Linked DNA regions of Rattus norvegicus: region 1 is linked to region 2. A link is a contact called in public Hi-C data. All regions are on one chromosome and are shown on one strand. Each heading gives the region's core, a stretch centred on a gene start, on an enhancer-like site or on the middle of the called end of the contact. The rest is flanking DNA. Distances are from core to core; before and after follow the strand shown.

Region 1 (6,566 bases), core at 3,398-5,897, 200 kb before region 2:
GAAACAACTGTGGTTTCAGTAAGAGACTCTCAACCTTCACTGTAAATTTCAAAAGTGATACGTAACAACACACTAAGTAAACTAGACTTTGGCAAAAATAAACTGAGTATCCTCACCGCATTTTTCCTTTTGAAGTGATATCGACTCGGACAGGGTCAAACTTGTAAGCTGGAGAAATAACTTCCACTACGTAAGAGCCAGAGGGAATATCATGAACCACAAAGCTCCCATCTGTCCTGGAAAAAGGAAAATCAGGCTTAGTTACTTCTCATCAGCACCTTATTCCCTGTTGGACAGCATTTGCGTATTTCCCCTTAGTTCTCAAACAACATCAGAAGTGGGCAAGATGTGGTGGCTCCCAAATATAGTGCTAGCACTGAGGGGCAGCGGGGGCTTAAGCAGGAGTATCACCATGGGTTGAAGGCCAGCCTGGGCTACAGAGTAAGTTTCAACATAACCTGAACTACTACAGTGGTTACGGCTGTCACAAACAAAACAAACAAACAAACAAACAAACAAACAAACAAAGTGGAAGCAGCGAACCAAACAGAAAGCACAGGTATGGGAACTTGTCCAGTAATCATAAAATTCAGGAGAGTATGGCAAGAGGATCACTGCCAATGAAGGTAGCCTGAACTATGTAGTGAATTCATGGCCAGCTTGGGCTATATGATTTCTGCCCCTCTTCCCAAATAAAGAAAAACGGCAAAAGTAGATCCTACATTTTATGCTCCCAAATTCTAACAGTTTCTAAAATTAGATGAGCCTATGTCAGAGTAATAGATTCCTTCTGCAGGTACAAATGACGGTAACTAAAGAGCAGTTTCTACTCTGAAGCTCTATCTATCTTTACTGAAGAACAATTACCAATGTATATCATTACAAAGTAGGGTACCAATTTTATCATGTTCCCTCAATTTATTCTTATTGTTAAAAAGATAATTCTATTGTAGTTCATTTGTATTTTGTTGGCTTTCTTTTTCACACAAACATGTTTCAATAGTTTAGTCCATTTACTGTAGTTACTTTTTGACTGGTTATATAGAAACGTACAACTTAGTAGTTAAAGCCATCTATCTTTTCTTTATCTCCTCTAATCCTACTAAGTTCTTTTGTTTAAGTCACTGGACCAAAAGCTGGTAATTTCTTCTTGCAAGTCAAAAATAACTTGTCTAGAAAATGAAAAACTGCTACTTGCTACTTCAAAGAAAAAAGAAATTTAAAAATTAAGGTGAAAAGTGCTCCATGTCATTGCAAGTATAGACTAAGGTAAAGCACAATTGAACTATAAACATTAAAATACCTTAGTCCTCAGTTGCACATGCTTACTCTCCAGACCTACTTTCTTTCTTTCTTTTTTTTTTTTTCAGAGCTGGGGACCAAACCCAGGGCCTTGCGCTTGCTAGGCAAGCGCTCTTCCACTGAGCTAAATCCCCAACCAAGACCCACTTTCAAATGTGCCTCTGAGGGTTTTGTTTTGTTTTGTTTTGTTTTGTTTTTTTTGAGGTCCTAGAAGCTTCAGGAGGGTTGCATGTGGTCTGGTGAGAGTTAGAAGACATCTGTCTAGCCAAATCAACCCTGACAATCAATGAGATGACAGATGTCACAGCCATATCACCCTCACATCCTCCAGACCTACTCTACCTTTCTCTGTCTACGGAATCAGAAGAAAATGCCCTTAGAACATTTCCTCCACAGCTTTATCACTGCCTGGCCCAGGCTCAGGGCCTTGGCTACATACAAGCCCCACCCCACTCCACCCTAGCACTTCCAAGTTTCCAGTAGCCTATTCCCCTCCTTGTCCCTCTGGCAGAGGTGGCAGTAGTTTCTTGGTTGGTTTTGCTTTCATGTATTATTGGATAAATACTGTTGAGGCTGTAAGCTCCAGGGTACTGCACAATCTGTTTCTTCATACTAGGAAGAATACGCTGTTTTAACCTTTGATTAAACTCTATGTTTACTATTCTAATGTTAGTGCATATTCTGCTCTTTTGTTTTTGGAGACAAAAATTTTGCTATATAACTCAGGATGGCCTCAGACTCATGATGCTATCACCTCACCCTCGAAAGAGCTGGGACATAAATGTGGACATTACATCCAGTCATCTTCTGCTTCTTGATAGACCCTGACAGAAACAACTTCAAACGTTTTTTTCGAGCAGAGGGGGAAAAAAAGAAAGAAAGAAACTGATGACTATTCAACAAATAGAATCAGAATTACTGAAAGAAAAAGCAAAGTTGGGCATGATAGGAGACATCTGTGAACACAGTGAGGAAGTGAACACAGGAGGACAAGAGTTTGAGGATGATAAGAATCACACAGTAAAACTATACATAAAAAAAAAGTCAAGGACTAAAGAGATGGCTCCACAGTTAACAGCACTGATTGCTCAACAGGTCCTGATTTCAATTCCTAGCAACCACATGGTGGCTCACAACCATCTGTAATGGTATCTGATGCCCTCTTCTGGTGTGTCTGAAGACAGCTACAGTACACTCATATACATAAAATAAATAATTCTAAAAAAAACTTCACAAGTAGTACATAAACTTATAATATAAAAACAAACCAAAACCAAAGCCAAGCCAAAACAACAACAATAAAACCTGGCAACTACCTAACTGTCAGAAGACTGGAAAAGTAAATTGTGGTTTATCGTCATGTTATGATATAAAAAATGGCTTGACCATTTTAACCCATCTCCTCTCATCTCCATTTTTAAAGTCCAAGCTACTTCCCCAGAAACCAAAAGTACAGTCAAACTTGTGTGCTGTTATTCAAAACAGCTATAAGACTTATCCTACTTCCAACAAGACTATCACCATAAAAGTCATATCAATTCTCAACCAGCCCTTCTATATGAATAAGAGAATGTGAAGTAATAAAAATTGTTCATAAATATTAAATGAAAATTATGGTCTTATATGCTTTATTCTTAAAGACAAGTAATATGATTCTAAAAAGAGAAAAAAATTACTATAATACAATGGTTATTTTCTTTCTGTTGCATCTTTTTAAAAGAAAATATCTTGTTTATGTTTTCTTCAGTAAATATTTATTTATTTGTACTTGGGAGTCACTTCAGGACCTCTTGCATACAAGTGCCACCACAAAACTGTATCGCCAGCATTTGCTTCTTTGAGACAGGGTCTCAACTAAGTTGTTCAGAGTGTCCTTTAGCTTACAGTCTTCTGCTTCTGACTCCTCAGTAGCCAAGTTGTTAGGCCTGTGTCACTGTGCAAGGCTAAGCATAGCTAGCAATATAGAATATATTAAATTGTAAAATATCTTCAAAACAAAAATAGGTGTTTTTCAAACTGCTATATACTGCAGAAGTTGAATTTCAATGAAGCCTTATCTTCCCAATCTCAGTGGGAATTTATTATTAATGAAGCATTAGTTAGGATAAAATTTAAACAATACCCTAGTGTTAGAAAACATTAAACTACTGATTGTCAATTTGTCATTTTAATCTGAGGTTGAATATACCACAAGGGAACTTCAACAACCTGCAGAAATATGCAATTTAAACTTAAATGTCCACATTTAAGGTATGTGGTTTTCAGATATCATAAGTTGGTCTATAAAGCCTGCAAAGAAATATTTTCTTTCAGTTCATAGTTTCAACTCCAAATACTGGTGGCAAAATTTAAAACATCATATTCATGCCTAGAAGAGAGAAAACGGACTGCTGACATAGCGTCAAGAAATTCATCCCACCTTCCAATATAAAACACAAACTTAAAAACAAGAAAAGTACAATTATGTGTAAGGAATCTTAAGCAATCCTGGTCTGACTTAAATGACGAGTGAAATATCGCAAATCCCTCGACGAATTCAATCGTAAAAAGAACAATAATCACAATCTCGGGCCCAAAAAAAGCGCTCTTTGATTAGGGACTTCAGGGCCCATTAATTTTAGAAGCAGGACCATTAGCCTTACAGTCTATGTCGTCACTGGGAGCCCTTTGGGCTTTGACAATTCCCACTTGTTTAGCATCTTTCTACACAACACCAAGCTACCAGAAGAGTGACAGGTAGAAAGCAACCAGGTTCCAGAGACATTAGACAAAGTGCAAGGGGGCGGGGGTGGGGGCACTCAGCAGATAAATGGGCCCAAGTATGATCCGCCTCACACTGGGGCTAAAATGGGGCTACAAATAAATGACCCCATATGTTTCGGGCGCCTGGGACCACTGTCCGCCATCCTCGCTGCTGAAGTACCTGACTCCCTCTCAAGGTCTCCCAGCATAGACCGTTAGTGGCCCCGGTGCCTTCAGTTTTTGACAGCTACATTGCGGGTCCTGACAGCTGTCCCAGCTGGATACCCTTCCAGCGTCCGCCCAAATAGCTTTCCTGTTGCCCTCAGGATGCTCACTTAAGGAAGCCGACATGCTCTTCTCCGTCTACCAGCACTCGGGCCGCGGAGATCCAGTCCTGAGGCTTCACCCCTGGAACAACTGCACGTCCCTCGATCTTAAAACGATCTCCCAGGGCGACCCCACTACCTCCCGGGACCTCGGCAGCAGCCCCAGGCACCTCCGAGCTGTGGGCATCTCCTGATAATAATAGAAGCAGGATGAAAAAGAAACCCCACAGAGCACCCGCCATGACAGCAGCTCTGAAGAGTCAGGCCTACGGCCCCGGAAGCCCTACCCTGCCGCAAGGCCGCTCCAGCGGCCACCGCCGTCGCCCGCCGATGTCGTCATCACCACAAGCCGGATCTAGCATCGAGCTTGTCCACGCCCCCGGAGAGAAGTTAGGACAGTTGACTAATCAGGAGATGAGCTGCAGAACCGACGCTCTGAACCACCAGGGCTTAAAAGGTGGCAAGGCTTTTAAGCGAAATGCCAGAACGTCTAAGGTGAAGTAAAGGTGGAAGAGAGTGTATTGCTGTGGCGTCCACAGATGCAGGACTTATCGTGGGCGTAAAGGATAGAGACCGAGAGGGACCAGGATCTGAAGTGTTGAGTGCTGGGTCTGTAGCTAACACCCAGACATCTACTCTATCATTTTCTCAAGGTTCTTGCTAGCTATAACTATTCTCCTTTCTACTACAATCTCTGTAAAAAAAAAAAAAAAAAAAAGGAATGAACGAAGCTCTTGATGTAGAGTGGAAATGCAGAAATGTGGGCTGAAAAGGAGAGTGTGTGTGTGTGTGTGTGTGTGTGTGTGAGAGAGAGAGAGAGAGAGAGAGATCTATGTTTAAGAAGTACGTGAAGAATGTTTATTTTCATTCCTTTTTAATGCTTTGTTTATTTAACATACACAGATTGAAGACTGAGAAAGTAAAGCGCTCACTATAAATGGTCTCTGATGTACCTAATACACAGACAGGGCAAATGACAAGACCAACGGAAAACAGCATCTAGCAACCTTTCAGTTCTTTATTTACCAAGAGTGCCTCAACCCTGCTTTGTTTCTCACTGTTTTCTAGCTGATGGCTAACATTCTTTTCAGAGTTGATGCTTACCTCCCTTAAACACCTCAGTCATTGAGCAGAGGCCTACATACTGTAAAAATTCATCCATCTCTTCTACTAATTCTCTTCTATTTAGTTTCTCTGGTATAGAGTTTTTCTTGCAGCAGGAATTAATACACCTAGCTTTACACATGATTCTAGTGGTCTCTCTCTCTCCATTCCTTGACTCTATGCTCAGAGATAATCTATAAGCAAAAACATAAAATTAAAATATACACATATGGGGCTAGGGAGATGGGTCAGCAGTTAGGAGTACTTGCTACTCTTGGAGGAGTCCTGGGTTCTGTTCCCAGCACCCACACTATGGCTCTGTGACTTCAATTCCAGGTGATCTCATACCTCCACAGGTACTAGGTACATGTGGTTCACATACATACATGTAAGCAACATTCATATAGTTGATACTAAATAAATCTAATATGCAACATAATGTATATTTAGTTGACATTTAATACACAGTATATAAGTAATGCTTATTATGTAAATAAAAGCAGTATGTTATGTTGTGAACTTTTTTAAGACAGGATTTCACACTATAGTCCAGACTGGTCTTGAACTTTATCAGTTCTTCAGCCACTGAAGTGCTGAAAAGATTGACATGAATTGTGAGCCATCACAGTCAACTCAATGTGTAATTTAATTAAAAATGAATGTATTATAATACATATGAATATATAAATATATGCAGTTATAATGCAGCTGTATGTTACGTGTATATACTTGCACACCACCTATCTGATAGAAAATTGCAAATGCAGCTCTTCATCTTGCCCTTTTTACCTAATCTAACTTGAAAGAAAATCTCATTTCTTGGTCTTTGTTTTATAGCCAGGGTCTTATACCATTGCTCTGTCTGGCCTGGAATTCACTATGCAACCCAAGCTAACCTCAAACTGTGGTAGTTTTCCTGTCTCAGCCTCCCTAGTGCTAGAACTACTGCTCTTGACTATAAAATATCCCAATAGTCTACCCTCACACCAATCAGAATGACTAAGATCAAAAACTCAGGTGACAGCAGATGCTGGCAAGGATGCGGAGAAAGAAATACCCTCCTCCGTTGTTGGAGGAATTGCAAGCTGGTAC
Region 2 (7,282 bases), core at 1,876-4,375:
GGGAGGAAAGGAGGAAAGGAGAGAAGGAGAGAAGGAGAGAAGGAGAGAAGGAGGAGGAGGAGGAGGAGGAGGAGGAGGAGAAGAAGAAGAAGAAGAAGAAGAAGAAGAAGAAGAAGAAGAAGAAGAAGAAGAAGAAGAAGAAGAAGAAGAGGAGGAGGAAGAAGAGGAGGAAGAAATAAAATTGGGGCTGGAGACACGTCTCAGTGGTTAAGTTTCCAGAGGTCCTGATTGAAATCCCAGCAACCACATGGTGGCTCACAACCATTTGAAATGAGATCTGATGCCCTCTTCTGGTGTGTCTGAAGACAGCTACAGTGTACTTTAATAGCCTGGGAATAAAAGAAAACCTGTTCAAACATTAAGACTGTATTCAGGGCTGGAGAGATGGCTCAGTGGTTAAGAGTACTGACTGTTCTTCCAGAGGTCCTGAGTTCAAGTCCCAGCAACCACACGATGGCTCACAACCATCTGTAACAGGATCCGATGCCCTGTTCTGACTGCTACAGTGTACTTACATATAATAAGTAAATCTTTAAAAAAGAAAAACGAAAAGGCTGTATTCAATCTTTGAGATATTTGACATATCCAAGGCCCTAGATTCTATTCTCATCGGTGAGGGTGGAGGGCAGGGTTAAAAAACAGGTTGGTTGGGCTGGAGAGATGGCTCAGCGGTTAAGAGCACTGACTGCTCTTCCAGAGGCCTTGAGTTCAAATCTCAGCAACCACATGGTGGCTCACAACCATCGGTAATGAGATCTGATGCCCCTTCTGGTGTGTCTGAAGACAGCTACAGTGTACTTATATATAAAAAAATAAATAAATCTTAAAAAAAAAAAAAAACTGGTTGGTTGGTTGTTTTTTTACACTCTTATTTTTTTAGAGTGTACACATATACATGAATACATATTTGTGGGTCCCAGGAACTGAACCTAGGTTTGCAGGCTTGTGGCCTAAGCACCTTTGCTGGCCAAAATACTTCTTTTGCTCTTTAGAGACAAAGTGAGATAGGAGTCTCCAGATGTCTTCGAACTCTATATAGCAGAGGATGACTTTCAATTCCTGACCTGCCTTCACTTCCCAAGTGCTGGATTACAGGGTCACTAAACCCAGCCTTCTGCATGGCTTTGTGCATGTTAGAAAGGCACTCGACCTACTATGTTATGTGCAACTTCAGCTCCCTTTCGGTTTTCTGATATAAGGACTAACTACATAGCCCAGGCTGGCCTGGAACTCACAGGGTTCCTATTAACTCAGTCTCTCTATGCTGGGATTAGACATGAGCCATCATGTGCAGCTTGGATTTTTTACATAGCCTTTAATCTCTTGATTAAAACTTCCAATTGTACTTGAAGAAAAGAAATCCAACTCCTCAGGAATCTACTTTCTAAGGCAGTCTTGCTGGTTATTCAAACTAAACAGACTTTACAAAGACAGTTTGCACAATTTTTATTCTCTGACACATGCCTGTCTTTTTACACGTACTTATATATACTACCTAGCTCACCCTTACAGCTCTTCTTGCCTCCACACACTGATAATCAAGCTCCCTAAAGCCATGTGTCAGATGAGATTATCCAGGGGATCTTCTAAGTCCTTGCTAGATTCCTGACAGTTCGCTTTTCTCCATACTGACTATTAATACTTCTAGGTTGAAATCTTTTTATTTTGGTCTGCACAGCTGGTGTCCTATAATAATGCTAACAACGCTAATATTTTATTTATTTTTGCATGCAAAGGACAGAACTGTATCCAATACTGAAAAAAACATGAAGACACACCTCCTACCAGATGTCCTTGACTTAGTTAAGAAACTTCCATGGGCTGGCACACACCTTTAAGGTAGTGCTCAAAGGCAGAGGCAGTTAGACCTGAGACCCAGGGCAGTCAGCTCTACAGAGACTCTGTCTAAAAAGAAAAAGAAAGAGAAAACTCCCAGGGTTGGGCACACTTGTTATCCCAGAACTCAAAAGGTAGTGGTAGGGCTGGAGACAGGGGTGCTCTCCTAAAGAACCAGTCTGTGTTCTATCCCCAGCAGCCACATAAAGGCTGGCTGTCACTCACTGTCTAACTCTAGTCACCAGGGATCTGACTCCCTCTTCTGGCCTTAGTGGTTACCAGGACACATATGCTTAGATATACGTCGGTAAAATACTAATACACACATACATTTTTTATCTTTGAAGAATTCGGAATATATTTTAAAGGGGACACGATTAGACAGTAGAGTATTTTTCCAGTGAATGCTGACCTTTGTAGGAGTCTTTCACAGTCTTTCTTCCTCAACAACCTATCATTGATAGCCCAGCTCTACTGCTACAATGAGGATTTACAAGTGGCCTTGTACCAGCAGCGGTACTATCCTTTCCCCCATCTTTTCTTCCAAAAACACACAAAACGAACTTTCAAGTCATTGTATCTTTAATAACCGGGCAGTAAATCAAAACATGGAAAAAAAGTCGTTCCTTTTACGGGCGATGCCCATCACCACAGACTTTAGTGAGTGAGAGGGGATTCTAAACAGCATGGGAAGGCTTCCAGGCTCACGGAATGAAGTGTTTGGTTGCTGATAATCGGCCGGGGGACGAGTAACACAAGAGATTAACAAGCCCTCAGAGGACAGGTCGCGGTTGCTGGGTCATGAGCACCTTGAAGCGTTTCTTGATGGTGATTCGGTGTCTTGAGTATTTGTCATCTGGGGAGAACCGAGCAGGATGGGCAGAGCAAGTCTGTTGTCCCATGGGGTCAAATTTCTGCTCAAGGAAAAAAAAAAGAGATCTCAGTATATGTGTGGTGTGATAGGAAGGAGACAAGAAACCTGAGTCCAGAAGACACGATGGTCAGACAAGAAACCACTGCCTCTATCTACCACGTTTTGGCTCCGACATGGCTCCACTCACTGGGCTGCGAAGGACGATTCCAACCGCTCCTCTCACCTAAATTTCTCGTCCTTATGATATACAGCTGTTTCCTCTCCTTACCTTTAGAGTATAGACGCGATCGCCCTGCTCGTTGAGGTAATACTGGAGAAACATGACTGTCCCTCAACAGAAAACACACCAATACGTTTACCGCCAGCCGCGTTCGCCCAAAGTGCGCCGCTTCAGTCTTGTGCGCCAACATCCTTCCAGTCTGGACGGAAGTCTCTCCAAGGCATGCTGGGAAATGTAGTCCACTTCTATCATATTCAGGTGACCAGAAGGGGGCATAGTAGAGAAAGTCTTGCTTGGCCTTGGGATCCTACTAGCAGCAACCATGCAAAGTTATTAAGATCCATGGAATCGCCCACTGTGTGCCAGGCATTGCCAGGGATTAGGGAGTAGGGATGAATGTGGGTTAAATGTTGATGCATCATTCATTGTTGATAGCAGTCCTATCTTTAATTTCAAATTGCGTACCCAGTTCAGAGGCACTAGTTTTCTGGTTCCTGGAGAAACAACGGCTCCAAGATTCTCAACACCCTATATCCTAAAGAAGTTAAGATTTTTTTTTTTGACCCTTACATCCGGTTTCCCGCCCTATTTCAAAGTATTGGCGGCAAAGAGTGCATGATGGGTATTCGATATTATGCAAAGTGAAAAGAACGTAAAGGTTTTCTTATGAACTGGTGGATTTTGTTTTAGAGGTCGAACCAAGATTCAAACTCGGAACCCAACCACAAATTCAGCTCTTTCTTTTATGGTGAGTAGCGGATAATAGCAAAATAAGGTGCCCGGTCTCGGAGTATTTCCAGTTTTTAAAAGACTAAAAAGTCTCATAAGGGTCTAGTTTAAAGAATTAAAAACTAAAACCAAGATATCGCAAAATGATCATCGCAGCACTATTGATAGGGGCAGAAATATAGTAGCATACTAAATTTGTAGCCAGAAAAACCGTAAAGTTGTTTTTTTTTTTTTTTAAGTAATGAATATAGACGGTTTGCCTGCAGTTGCATGAGATTCATTAAAAAAAAACAAAAAAAAAAAAAAAAAAAACAAAACAGGGAGCTTAACTGGTGCTCCCAGAAGTCTGGAGGCTGAAGGACCCTTAACATCCAAGAGGTCCAAGAGACCCTGTCTTAAACCGAGAAACAAACAAAATGGTGTGTGTGTGTGTGTGTGTGTGTGTGTGTGTGTGTGTGTGTGTGTGTGTGTGTGTGTGTTTGAGTGTGTGTGTGTGTGTGCGGTCGATATTTTGCAGGGGGTGGGAATGTACAACAAACAGTTAATATTGGTATCTTTTGCATAGCCTGGGTTTTTGTTTAGGTTTTGATGTTATTGTTGTCGACTGTTCTCTCTCTCTCTCTCTCTCTCTCTCTCTCTCTCTCTCTCTCTCTCTCTCTCTCTCTCTCTCTCTCACACACACACACACACACTGAATTTTAGTTGTTTTCACCTTCCCATCTGCCTTTCTAAACCTCTTTGGACTCCCCCCTCAAAACTTTTCTTAGTCTGACTTTTGAGTCATGCTAATGTATTAATTTAAAATTTAAAAAGTAATTTAACAAGAAAACTTTATGGTAATCTTAAGGCAGGGGTTGTGCAAGAGACTAAGGTCAGAGAGTCTTAGCTTTCAGCCTAGGCTATATAGCCAGACTGTCTCAAAAATCCAAAAGGAATTGAAGAAGTGGCTCAGTGCTTAAGGATGCTTGACTCTCTTGCAGAGGACCCATTTTAGGTGCCAGCACCCACATGGCAACTCCTAACTGGTTCCAACTCCAGTTCTAGAAGCTCTGACTCCCTCTTCTGGCTTCTGCAGGTTCCAGGCATTAACCCAGCTGCACAGTCATAAATTCAGGCAAACATTCATACACATAAAACAAAACTACATAAACCCTTTAGAAACTATTAAAGATTATTTATTTTTCTTTTTTAAAGGTGAAGGTCTTTAATACCAGTTCTGAGGAGGTCGAGGTGGCCAGATCTTTGTTGAGTTCCTAGCCAGCTAGGGCTGAAGAGTGAGATCCTGTCTCAAAAATAATCAATTAATTAAAATCTTTTTTAATGTAGTAAGTTTTTTCAGCAAGTGGAAAAAAGGCCGTGGCTCCAATGGATTTCAGAACTCTTGTGGCTGGACTGTTTGGGTATTACAGAGAGATTTTTTTTTTCAGAGAGTCCCACTTTGTAGCCCAGACTTTTCTCAAACTCTTACTTCCCAAGTCCTAGGATTACAAGTGTCTGTCGGCTTCTCAGGAAGGTGGCGCTCACCCCACAGCAGTTGAACATTCTGGATCATCTGAGATACTTCAATGTCAAGCATTTAGTTTATAGTTTTTAATCTTCAAGTATACAAACTGTGCACTCTGAATTTGGCTCAGAAAATAGAGTCATCAGCGAAGCAAGCCGAAGGTCCACACCATTCAGTTATTAATGGTAATCCAGTTTCAGAACTGGAGAAAGGGCAGGGCTCGGGATTAGATTGTATCGTTGAAGAATAGAAGAGTAAGAAGCCAACAGTGAAAACTGCAGTGTAATGCTGGGAATCTGAGAGACGATGGACAAACTGTCCTAAAAGAGGACACCCAGCAATCATGCTATCAAATTCACTGAGGGATTTTCTAATTTTTGCTTACTTACTAAAACCCATCGAGTAAAATCTCCCCATTTTCACTACATAATATCCTTTCCCCTCCCCCACTACAGAATGCCTGAGTCCAAGATTCTAATTCTGTTTTGACCCAGTCTTTAGCTTACCTTCCTTGGATATCATCTGTTGGAGCTAGGTCATTGCCTGGATCCTGGACCCAACTGTTTCATCCTGGAGCCATCCAGACCGCCACTGTTGGTGTACCTAAACCCTGGGTTATGGCATCAGATGGATGTAAGACGAGGGGTGCTGGAGTGCGGGGTATCTGCGGTGTCACCTAGGGACAAGTCATAGGTCAACCTATAGGGATTTGAGGAATTAAACCCCACACAGGCATTAGGGAGCCCAGAGAAATAGATCTTTACCATCAAGAATGGGGTAGAGCATCCTTGGAAATGAACCAAAATCTGTCAGAAGTACACACTGAATATTGGGACTGGGAACCAATTACCAGTTTGATTCCCAGGAAGAGGGACCGCTTTAACATGCTTGGGGTGGAAACAGAGGTTTATGTTTTAGTATAAGTGGTGTTGCCATGGTTTCAAGGGAAGAGCCATAATCCGTGTCTTTTGACCTGCTCTAGGACTTCACCATGGGAAGAAGGCAGGGCCAACTCTCTTGATCACTCCAGGAAGGGTGGAGCAGTGGGATTGGGCCAGGCCGATTAATTAGCCTTTCTCAGAAAGCTAAAACTCAGTGGGGTTATTCATTTATGAGCCCGTGAACAGGGCTAGAAATTTTGTAAAAGTTTTTGTTCCCAGAGCGTGATGACTCCTCCTAGCCCCAAGGGTGCTACTTGTCAGTTCAAGCACCAGGCTTTTTTTCTCTTTGTTTTTTCTTTCATTGTAATTTATTATGCATCTGTCTGGAAGTTGGGAAGTCTAGGTTAAGTTTCCATCTAATTAGTGTTCTGGAGAGGGTCTTCCATAGACTTCCGTTTCTGAGCACGTGTGTTCTCTCTGTCTCAGCATTCTGTGAGCCAAATCTGCAGCATCCATTTTACTTTTTAGTTTGAGGCAAGGTCTCGCTAAGTTTCTCAGTCTGCCTTTGGACTCCCTCTGTAACCTAGGCTGACTTTGAACTTGTGATCGTCATCCAGAGTGGTTGTATTTATAGACCTGCATTTTTTTTAGAGGAAAGTTTTTTTTTTAAGATTTATTTTTTAATTTCATGTATGCGGCTACACTGTCGCTGTCTTCAGACACACCAGAAGAAGGCATTGGATGCCCATTACAGATGGTTGTGAGCCACCATGTGGTTGCTGGGAACTGAACTCAGGAACTCTGGAAGAGCAGTCAGTGCTCTTAACCTCTGAGCCATCTCTCCAGCCCCCTGCATTTATTTTTTTAAGTAACTGTATTAATTATTTTGTTTGTTTAGAGGTAGTCTTTCTTGCTTTTCAGATAGAGGAGATAGGCCATCTCAGCGACAGACAGTGAGATGCTTGGTTTTCCTACCTATTGTGGAGCTCAGACCTTAGGAATAGTTTCACTGTGTTCAGAACTTGCTGGTATTAGTCCGATTCTATTTCATATCTCCTTTATGGTTAGTAAGTGGAAGCTGAGTGGTACTGGTTTGTCAGTGGCATACTTTTTTTCTTTTTTTTTAAGAAAAAAGGAGGAAGTATTGAATGAAATTAGGCCAGTTTGTCTCTGTTTTTATCATTAAAAGTCATGCGGGACACGGGCAGGCCTTTTTAATGAAGGGTGCTTATCATCCC

Evidence for each region. Hi-C and Micro-C count contacts between places; a contact is called where the count stands out from the background.
Region 1: a Hi-C map of liver shows a contact between it and region 2, with 6 times the contacts expected there. The contact joins the promoter of Emc7 here to the promoter of Nop10 in region 2. A contact is called at or near these places in 3 of 12 Hi-C or Micro-C datasets (kidney, liver and psoas muscle).

Annotation. Positions count from the first base shown.
Region 1 is chr3:119,716,493-119,723,058 of GRCr8, reverse strand. It overlaps Emc7 (ER membrane protein complex subunit 7), which reads right to left and starts at 4,647. Exons shown (of 5, transcript NM_001399270.1): 1 at 4,380-4,647; 2 at 117-236. The coding sequence starts at 4,612.
Region 2 is chr3:119,517,098-119,524,379 of GRCr8, reverse strand. Nop10 (NOP10 ribonucleoprotein) reads right to left here and starts at 3,125. Exons shown (of 2, transcript NM_001126100.1): 1 at 2,979-3,125; 2 at 2,040-2,750. The coding sequence starts at 3,032. The coding sequence ends at 2,610. Nutm1 (NUT midline carcinoma, family member 1) reads left to right here and starts at 5,671. Exons shown (of 7, transcript NM_001108957.1): 1 at 5,671-5,796. The coding sequence starts at 5,781.